Linked DNA regions of Rattus norvegicus: region 2 is linked to region 1. A link is a contact called in public HiChIP or PLAC-seq data. All regions are on one chromosome and are shown on one strand. The core of a region is the stretch at or near the end of the contact, and the rest is flanking DNA. Distances in the headings are between cores, read along the strand shown.

Region 1 (5,045 bases), core at 193-2,692:
AAGGGCTTAGCACCTGCCTCTCTTGAGCACAGAGACTAGGAAACGGACAAGATTCTCCACTGATGACTGAAATACCTCGTAAAGTCACAAGCAACTATTTTTATACCAGCCACAAAATGAGAAACGGGAGTGACGTGTTCTCACAGCGGAGTGTGTTTAAGTGAGTGAGCTGGGTTTCCATGGCGACGTGGCTGGATCTCCCACTTTATGAGTGGAAAAAGAGCATATTGTAAAGCTGACACAGACGACTACTGTGCATGTAATTTTAAGGCTCTTTGCTTATGGACGTATAAATATGCAGTGTATTTGTGTGAGCCTAAAGAGAGATGACTCAACAGGACAAGGGAGGGAGCTCATTCGAATTTGGGTTAGCTCGATTAGCAGCAAATGCCTGCAGTCACAGATGTTCTGAAGGCTGAAGCAGGAGAATGGCTTGAGCCCAGGAGTTGCAGGTTGAGCAACTGGGTAAGACGGTGTTTCAGGATAAAGCCAGCAACAACAATAAAAGAAAAATGGCAGTGGGACAAGGGATGCCTATGGGGGACACAGGCCTGCAATCCTAGCGTAGGGGAGACAGAGGCAGGAGGACCAGGATGCACTGCAAGAGACCCCATCTCTGCAAGAAGCAACTGTTTCCCAAACGCTAGGACTACAGGCGTGTACCCAACCTCTAGATAATCTCCCCCACCCTTTAAAAAGATTTATTTACTTATTAGATATGAGTATACTTTAGCTGTCTTCAGACACACCAGAAGAGAGCATCAGATCCCATTACAGATGGTTGTGGGCCACCATGTGGTTGCTGGGATTTGAACTCAGGACCTCTGGAAGAGCAGTCATTGCTCTTAACCACTGAGCCATCTCTCCAGCCCCTTTTGTCTTTCATCTTTATATAAATGGAAAGCAAAATAGTAAACTGGAGGTGGTAGTGTGAGTCTTTAACCCACTCAGGAGGCCTCGGCAAGAGGCTTGCTCTAAGTCTGAACCTGCCTGGGGTACACAATAAACTCTGGGCTAACCTGGGCTACAGAGTGCGATCCTGTCTCAAACAATAAAACATAAAAGCAAGCAACAGAAAGAAAGCGAAATCCTTAGCATCTGCCAGCCAGCTCCTGCTGGGCTACCCCTACCTCATCTACATCTGGATCTACAGACCACAGCTGGACCCAGGCAGGTCTTTTTGCTCCTGAAGCAGGGCATAAGCCCAGAAAGTCCCAGGAGGACCCTGTCCTCCCTGAGGCTTCAGGGTACTGGTCCTTAGATGATATTCAAACAGGAAGGGCAGGGGATCAGCTAGTTCAGGATAACCCCTCTGCCCTCTTCCCCTCTGATGGTGCCTGGCTGGGTCAGCTGAGCCCCAGCACTTACCAAAGGTGGCCCCCACAAGGGCAAAGCAGGACAGGAGCCAAAGGAATGCCATGGTGCTGGTCAAGGGAGTGAGTGAAGCTTGCCTACCCTGAGGCTCTTTTTATGTCCCCTAGGGTCCTCAAGCCCTGCCCAATCCCCATGACCCTGTCCAACCAGGAAGGTCCGAGAGCTCTCCTCCCTGTTATCCAGAGACCTTGGATGCAAGTGGGGGCCAAGCGCCTTATCACAGTCTTGCTTGGCTCTTGGCCTGTAATGCCCAGGCCATGGGAAAAGGACAGGTGCCCTGATTAACAGTGCCCATGAACAGTGGCAGTGTGGACAATGTGGACAAGAAACCTGTGGAAGAGCAGCTCATGCAGACTTTCTGGGAGGTGGGCCAGGAGACCCAGTGCCCATCCTGATGACACAGAAAGGACCCCCAGCTCTTAACTGAAGGCAGTCCCAGGATAAATTCAAAGAAGATGGTGGCTGGAGGGGCTCCAAGTGAGCCGATGGTCTATGACCACAAATGCGTTTCACTCATCTAAAACACAGGGTTACATGGAAAGTCGGGACTATCCAAGGATCACCCTGTCTCCAGTCCCAACCAAACAGTCTAAGTATGGAGAGGAGAAGCAAGAATGTTGCCGATAGCAACAGGCCAGTAACCCCCGTGAGACTGCTGTAGTCAGTGGAGCCTAATACGCACGGAGCCCTGGGTCCAGCTCCCACCGCCTCACACACCAGACGTGCTGGTGTACACTACAATCGAAGTACTCCAGAGTGGAGGCAGGAGAGTCAGAATTCAAGGTCACCCTTAGCTACAGAGTGAGTTCAGGGCTAGCTTAGGCTACATAAGAGCCTGTCTCAAAAGAAGAGGAAGAGGAGGGAGAGGAGGAGGAGGAAGAGGAAAAAGAGGAGAGAGACAGTCTTTGTCTTTGTATAAAACTTTAGTTTCTTTTCAAAACGATTTACTTACTGCATTGGAATAACGACTCAGGGATTAGGAGCACTGGTTGCAGGCCTGGAGAGACGGCTCAGTGGTTAAGAGCACTGACTGTTCTTCCAGAGGTCCTGAGTTCAAATCCCAGCAACTACATGGTGGCTCACAACCATCTGTAATGAGGTCTGATGTGTGTCTGAAGACAGCTACAGTGTACTCATATAAATAAATAAATGAATAAATCCTTTATAAATCTTAAAAAAAAACCCACTGGTTGCTCTTCCAGAGGACCCAGGTTTGCTTGAGTCCAAGCACCCACATGGCTACTCTCCAGTCTGACTCCCTTTTTTCTGTCTCTTTGGGCACTGCATGCATGTGAGGGGTAGACAGATATGCAGGCAGGACACCAACACATTTTTAAAAATTGCATTTACTTATGGGGATTGGCGCACGCACATGGCATGGTGCACATGTGGAGGTCAAAGGACAACTTGTAGGAGGAGTCAGTTCTCTCCTACCTCGCGGGTGAGCCTCAGGTTTTCTGGCTTGGCCGCAAGCTCCTTCACCCACCGAGCCATCACACCGGCCCAGAGCTTTACTTCTGTAAAATAAAGCTCAATTTCTGCCACAGACAGGGGGCCGAGCCTGGCGTGAGGGACACACTGACAGGAAGTACAGCTGAACATATTCTCCACAAGCACACATGCAAGTCCCTTGTGTCCTGTGGCCAGGCACCATTCCAGGCGGAGGCTCCCAAGCAAATGGTGCCTCTGCCTGTGTGGGCAGAGACCCAGAGACCAGAGGGGACACTACCTCGATGAGACTATGAAGTAGAAGCAGAGGGACAGGCTAAGGATCTCTGTGGCAGGAGAGGATCTGCAGCTGTTGGAGAGGGTGCTACACAGGCCTTGCAGTCCAGCCGGGTGACACAAAGCCAGCAGAGCAACCACAGTAACACATGCCTATGATCCCAGCACTGTGGACACAGAGACCTGCAGATCAAGGGTAGCCTGTGGACTATCCCCAGTCTCAACTATGGCTTTTCAACTATTATATAAGTAAGAGTCTGGAGAGGTGGGTCAGTGGTTAGGGAGCACTTGCCCTTCTCCCAGAGGACCAGAGTTTTATTCCCAGCATTTTTGTCTGGTGACTTGCATCCCCTGTAGCTCTATAACTCTAGGGGATCTGACACCCTCTCTTCTGCCTTCTGAGTACACACATAAGCACACATTCTTGGACACAAAGCCACACTCAGACACACACACACACACACACACACACACACACACACACACACACACACAGAAATAAAAATAAAAGCATTTAGAGCCTGGACTACATAGCAAGTTTGTAGCTAGCCTGGGTTGGAGATCATGTGTTAAAAAAAAAAAAAAAAAAAAAAGAACCACAATGCTGAAAGGAAAGAAAGAAAGCAGGCAGGAACAGTAGGAGACTTCATCTAAGGCCCTGAGGCCCTCTGGTCGTCAGGTCTGCAAGACAGTAGTGGAGTTGGGTCTGAGTCATGGGGACGCGTGCCCATCAGCCTGCCTAAGCAGAGCTGTTCATTTGAATTTGTTTTAGCCTCTAACTCTCAGGTTCAGTGTGAGCAGATGTCCCTCCAGGACGTTCAGCCCTCCAGCAGCTGGAGCAAGAGTCAGGTCACCCTGGAGGGTCCTGCAGACCCTGGGCCAGCCGCTCTCCCAGCTGTGCTAAGGCTTTTTCCCCATTGTAGCGTCTGTGCAGCTGCCCAGGGTGTGACTCTTAGCTACTTTGATGTGAGGAATCCCTGCTTCAGCTCCAGGCCAGCAAATGCTATACTTCCCTGTCCGCCTTTCCAAGCAGGTGGCCCCATTTGGACCTTCCGTGCCAGGGGATTTTTCCAGAGCGGAGGCCCCACATTATTGGCTTTTGCCTGGCTTCTGTGAGAGCTACACATCCCAGACTCGAGGACGAGGGTTGTCTGGTTCCAGACAGGAGAGGAGGCTCTAGGTTACATCCCAAAGGGCTGCTGTGGAGTCTCCCTTCTCTCTCTATCTTCTTTTTGATAAGGAAGATTACAGGATACCTTGGACAAGGTTGCAATCTGATAAGATAAAGCCATGGGCCACAAGGGTTGCACAGGGGAGCTGGAACACGTCTCTTACTGTAAATGGGATTTTCTTCTCTTTCTTTTCTTTTCCTTTCTTCCTTTTTGAGATTCCTAGAAAACTGCAGGTTTGCTGCTCAGGGAGGACCAGGTCCGTATGCACAGGGCTTTCGTCATGATTCACTCCTATTTTAACATCCTCATTGGAAGCAAGAGAGCGTTGTCTCTGTAGGCAATTTCTACAGGGTCTGTTATGCTGGGATTCTCGACTCTCAGCTGGTAAAAGACTTCAATCAGACTGGCTTGCCTCAGGAGAAAAGGGGATTTTATTCTCTGGCTCGAGAGGGCTGTAGGTGACTCTCTCCTCTCCTCTCCTCTCTCTCTCTCTCTCTCTCTCTCTCTCTCTCTCTCTCTCTCTCGGAGGCCCTCTCTACTACCCATTCTTTCTGTGTTCTGTAACTACTACTAACCTTGTCCCTTTCAGCATCAGGTGAGTGCTACTGTAGGTGTATGCTCCTGTGTGGTTCACTAGCCTCCCCCCCCCCCCTCCCAGAAGCTCTGTCTGCCTCTGTAACAATAGCTTTGTTAGAACTCTCCTCTATCTGTCTATCCTGTGGTGACTCTCTAAATAATGTTTTCTCCAGGCTGGAGAGATGGCTCAGCAGTTAA
Region 2 (5,200 bases), core at 1,707-4,206, 140 kb after region 1:
AAAACACCCAATAACACAAAAGTTTGTACATAAATATCCACAAAACATTTGCAATAAACAAACGTTAAAAACCACCCTAAGGGGCTTGGAGAGATGGCTCAGCGGTTAAGAGCACCCGACTACTCTTCCAGAGGTCCCGAGTTCAATTCCCAGCAACCACATGGTGGCTCACAACCATCTGTAAGAGATCCGATGCCCTCTTCTGGTGTATCTGAAGACAGCTACAGTGTACTTATATATAATAAATGAATAAATCTTAAAAAAAAAAAAAAAACAAAACCACCCTAACCACCCTAAGTCCGTTAATTAGCACCTACATAAACAAAATGGAGTATAACCTTACAATTACATTAGTCTACAAAGGGCATAGAAAAGAGTAAATTATAGACAGATGCTGCCACATGAACCCTGGAGATATTATGTTAAGTCAGAGGGGTCAGAACGAGGACTGGGGAACCACTGGGAACCACAGTGGTTAAGAGGACTCACTGACTTGTTTTTCGAAACAAGGGTTTTCTCTGTGTCGCCCTGGCTGTCCCAGAACTCGCTCTGCAGACCAGGCTGGCCTCGAACTCACAGAGACCTACCTGCTTTTGCCTCCTGAATGCTGGGATTACAGTGGTACACCACCACCACCACCCAGCTTGACTTGCTGCTCTTACAGAAGACCCAGGTTCTGTTCTGAGTACCCATAGGACAACTCATCACTACCTATAACTCCAGTTCCCACAGATGCACGCACACATCCAGACACACATGCTGGCAAACTCACATACATACATACATACATACATACATACATACATACATACATACATATATATCACGTGAATACATCTTTTAAAAAGGAAAAATATTGGGATTCCACTCATGAAATGCCTAAATAAACAAACCTGGACCCAGAAAGTCCATGAGTAGACTGAGGGTGAAGACAGAGAGTAGCTGGTAACAGGTCTAGTGTTGTAGCTGCCCATTACTGTGAATATATCCCATGAGTATGCGAGAAACTAATAAATGGTAAAATTCAAACTGATAAATTACATAGTGTCACATTTAGACTCATGGAAGCTGTTTGTTGTTTTGAGGCCAGGTTTGGTGATGCACACATGTAACCCCAGCACTCAAAGGTTGAGGCAAGAGGATCACAGGCTTGAAGTCAGCCTACTCATATCGTAAGACTCTGCAATTTAAACAAACAAACAAACAAACATTCCAATTATATATTTCTTTTTTAAAAAAGTTTTATTTATTTCATGTATATGAATACACAGTAGCTATCCAGACACACCAGAAGAGGGCATCAGATTCCATTATAGATGGTTGTGAGCCACCATGTGGTTGCTGGGAATTGTACTCAGGACCTTTGAAAGAGCAGTCAGCGCCCTTAACCACTGAGCCATCTAGCCCCCAATTACACATTTCTAAACAAACAAACAATGCATTGTTTGTTTTCTTACAAAAAATTACTTTCCTATCTCTCATATAACCAGAGGTCTGTTTGCTAAAATATCTATTTTTCCTCTATTATTAATAACTACCAATAAACTTTTATCCATGACATCCTAGACAGTTCTATTAGGACCCTGCTGGAAGTCTTACTTCTTGAACTGAACCACTCAAAGGACTCAGCTCTGGAGTGTGTGCAGGCTTTTAATATACATTCGACTGTAAACACATCATAGGAGAAAAATATGAACACAACCAAACAGCAAAGGAAAAGAAGCCAACTGAGACAGTCAGATTCTATAACCAGTTCCTCCAGTACTGTGGCTATGTCTGATTTCTAACACTCTGAGAGAAATGCTCACTACTCTATCAAAACTCAATGATTGTGCTCACTTAAAAACTAAAAATGAGCCAAGTTCATAATTACCAACTTCTCAGGACTCTGGGAAAAATCACATTAGCTGTTTAGATAGAAAACTATCCACAAATGTGAGGTTCCTGGGACAGTCAGAGACACGACAACTGACAGACCACTGGACCAGGCATTATTTACTGTTGGTTTTCAGGGGAAAACATCTCATGCAGTCCAGAAGGAGCACAGACTCACCATGCAGTCAAAGCTGGCCTTGAGCTCCCAGATCCTACTACTTCGCCTCTAGGTACCAGGATGACAGTCTATTGCCCAGATCATCAATTTGAGACATAATTTTCATATGGCTCTAGCACAAATCTTTTCTGTCTTTGGGACAATTATGCCTAACCTGATACCACCAGGAGGTTGTCTGAGGTTCAACAACAAAGCCTTTTTTCCTATGTCCAAAAGGCAAGACAAAAGCACATGGGAGAAACAACTCAGTGCTTACAGCCAGGACTGAGTTCTGATGAGACTAGGGGTAATCAAGTCAGACTGGACGAAGAGAGCAGTGTGGGGTCGAAACCCAGCCAGCTTCCAGCTGTTAGAAGCTCGATACAAGAATTCAGTGTGCAGAGGAAAAGGGAGATCAAGAGGCTTGGATGATGAAGCCATGGGATTTAGACACACTTGGTAAGCACTGTGTTTTCCACTACGAAATGTAACAGCCTGATACTGTCCTCTAATTAAAAGAGGGTTTGCTCCATTCCTGACACACTAATTCTGGCTTTTTATAGCCTAAGTGCATGCTATTTTAAACATGTGGAGGAAATGCATTTTCAGATCCAAACACTGGCTCTCTGTATCTGTCCTTATTTGTTACTGAAGGATGTGGGACAGGATGTTTTACTCTGCTACACTGGTTTTCCTGTATTGCTTAAATCTGTTTAGAGAAAACGAAAACACATATTTCTATAAACTAAAGCAATTCCCAAAGTGTGGGGGGGGGGGGCAGGAAAACATTTTACTGTATTACTTTTCTTTTATATATTGGATGACTCCTGTAAACTCTCCCCTTGAAAGGACCTCCCATACATATGGAATCTGTTGCAGATTCTAATGTTTTCAATGATAAAACGAATCTACTTTCAAACCCCAAAGCAGATGATTTCTTTTGGCATTCCAAGCATTTTTCTGAGACACGGGTTTAAAAAACAAGCAGATACACCTTGAAGGGCCATTTGAGATTTTCTTTTTTTCGGAGCTGGGGACCAAACCCAGGGCCTTGCGCTTGCTAGGCAAGCGCTCTACCACTGAGCTAAATCCCCACCCCCCTATTTGAGATTTTAAATGTCCCACATTCATGCACTTTCACTCAGATACTTAGATATTCTCTATTCTGGTAATATTCCGTTAGAGCTTTCACAGAAGTTGATTAGCAGAGATTTCATTTGACCTTTTGTCACGGAGTCAGTAGGTCATTCATCTACTGGAAAGTAGCTTACTAGAATGGCTGTCAATAATAGCACCGTTTCCAGCTGCCCTTACCCCAGGAGCTCTTCTGTGCACAGCCTGAGGACAACTCCCCCCTTACTGTAGTCAGACTCTTCTCAGACCTTTTCTCAGGAGTCTCCATGTTGACCCTTGTCTATGCCAGGGCTGTACAGCTCAGGTTTGGGAGGAATCCCTCCTAGTCCATTTAAAGAGACTGTCCTATGCTGAATCGGCCCAGATGCACTTAGAAAGAGTCTTCAGGACAATCAATACCCTGATAAGTAACAGAAAAGGCAGTTGGCAGTATCTGAGAGGCCTCTTCCTTTCACCTACTTCCTGGGTCTCCCTGGAGTCACTTCTCACATAAATAAACCTTTGTCTTGGATTCTGCTACTGAGTGAGTGTATCCTCACAACACGCACCACTTTAACACCACTATTCAAAATCAGGCTAGAGAGATGAAAATTTGCCTACAAAGTTTAATAGGAAAAGCTGGTGGATTTTTAATGGGAGAAAAAAATGTAAAATAAAACTTTCCTGTTTGTCAGACAAGATGACACATACCTTTAATCCCAACACTCAGGAGAAAGAGGTAGATTTTGGTAAATTTGATACCAGCCTGCTTTACACAGTTAGCTCCGGGCAAAGTCATGCCTATATAGTACAGTTCTGTCTTAAAAACAAGAAAAACAAACAAACACCAACTTTCCTGTTCACACCAAAGGTGTCTATGTTTAATGAGGTGACAGTCCCCATCTAAAAGGTCACAGAAGTCAGCTTAGGAGCAAAAGAAGTAAACAATCAAAGTTTCTTTTTTAAAAAAAAATAATTTTTGACTGTTTTCTTTGAGACAGGGAGTTTACTCTGATGCCTAGGCTAGCTCGGAACTCCTTGGCTCACGTGATCTACCTATCTCAGTCTCAAGTAGTTGGACTACAGATGTAGATTCCTGTCCTACCTGACCCTCTGATGTTCCTTTGCCATCAGGGGTCTGGAACTAAGAACTCTATTCAAAATTTATTAAACATTCTGATGAACTGCTAATATTGTCATACAAAAATAATAATTTTAGGTATGCAATTTACACGTTCATCTTGGTGGTTAACTTCTTTCAGGTTGGGATTATTAAATAAGCAATTCATGCTAATTTTTCTAGCAAACGCCATCTGGGTAGACTTCTGTCAAGGCAGAGTTTCATTCCTTATGTCATAAAGGAGTGGAGACAGCTGCAGTTAGAAACAGCTCCTCACACAGAGAAGAGTTTCCCAGTGTGCCAACTACACCTGGAATTGAGACAAATACTCACCCTGACCCAGCAGGGGGTGGTGTTGCCGCTGAAGTGACAAGAGCCTGTGGTTTTTCTTTCTCTGTTTGCTTGAGGAAAGACTTGGCTTCCTTAGATGTAGCATCTACTTCCTTAGTCACCCTATTTCAAGGAAAGAGAAAACAAACTTACAAGTGGGATAGGAAGCAAAAATTAAGGAGCTAGAGAGATAGCTTAGCAGTTAAGAGCACTGATTGTTCTTCTAGAGGACCCAGGTTCAATTCCCAGGGCCCACATGGCTGCTCACCACTGTCTGTAACGCCAGCTCCAGAGGATCCACCCTTACACATACATACATGCAAGCAACACCAATGTACATAAAATTAAAAAGGAATAAAATGTTTAAAAAGAAGCAAAAATTATAGCAAAGGAAATAAATGAAAACCAAGAACATGCCACTGAATTTTCAATAAATTCTGGCCACTGAGTCTTATGAATAAGTTCACTCTAACAGTTCTATAAATAGGCATTTCCCAGACTGACACTAACAAACAAAACAACAGTATAGTTCAACAGTCACCTTCAAGTCTCCCATTCTATCTGCCAGTGTGAAGACTCCAGCTTCCACCGAGGCTCAGCTCACT

The links. HiChIP or PLAC-seq counts read pairs in DNA pulled down with a chosen protein or histone mark.
Region 2: a contact with region 1 is called in an H3K27ac HiChIP or PLAC-seq map of oligodendrocytes, with 5 times the contacts expected there. The contact joins the enhancer-like site here to the promoter of Ctrb1 in region 1. A contact is called at or near these places in 8 of 12 Hi-C or Micro-C datasets (the A7r5 cell line, the Rat2 cell line, Schwann cells and 5 more) and 1 of 1 datasets of contacts at active chromatin or transcription factors (oligodendrocytes).

Annotation. Positions count from the first base shown.
Region 1 is chr19:56,565,536-56,570,580 of GRCr8, forward strand. Ctrb1 (chymotrypsinogen B1) reads right to left here and starts at 1,443. Exons shown (of 7, transcript NM_012536.2): 1 at 1,369-1,443. The coding sequence starts at 1,420.
Region 2 is chr19:56,704,380-56,709,579 of GRCr8, forward strand. Cfdp1 (craniofacial development protein 1) reads right to left here. Exons shown (of 7, transcript NM_199378.4): 5 at 4,599-4,718. Among named protein-coding and RNA genes, the nearest start is that of Cfdp1, 26 kb to the right of the region's middle. Within about 2 kb of position 2,957, at least 2 of the 93 cell types and tissues checked have an H3K27ac peak or open chromatin away from gene starts, as enhancers often do.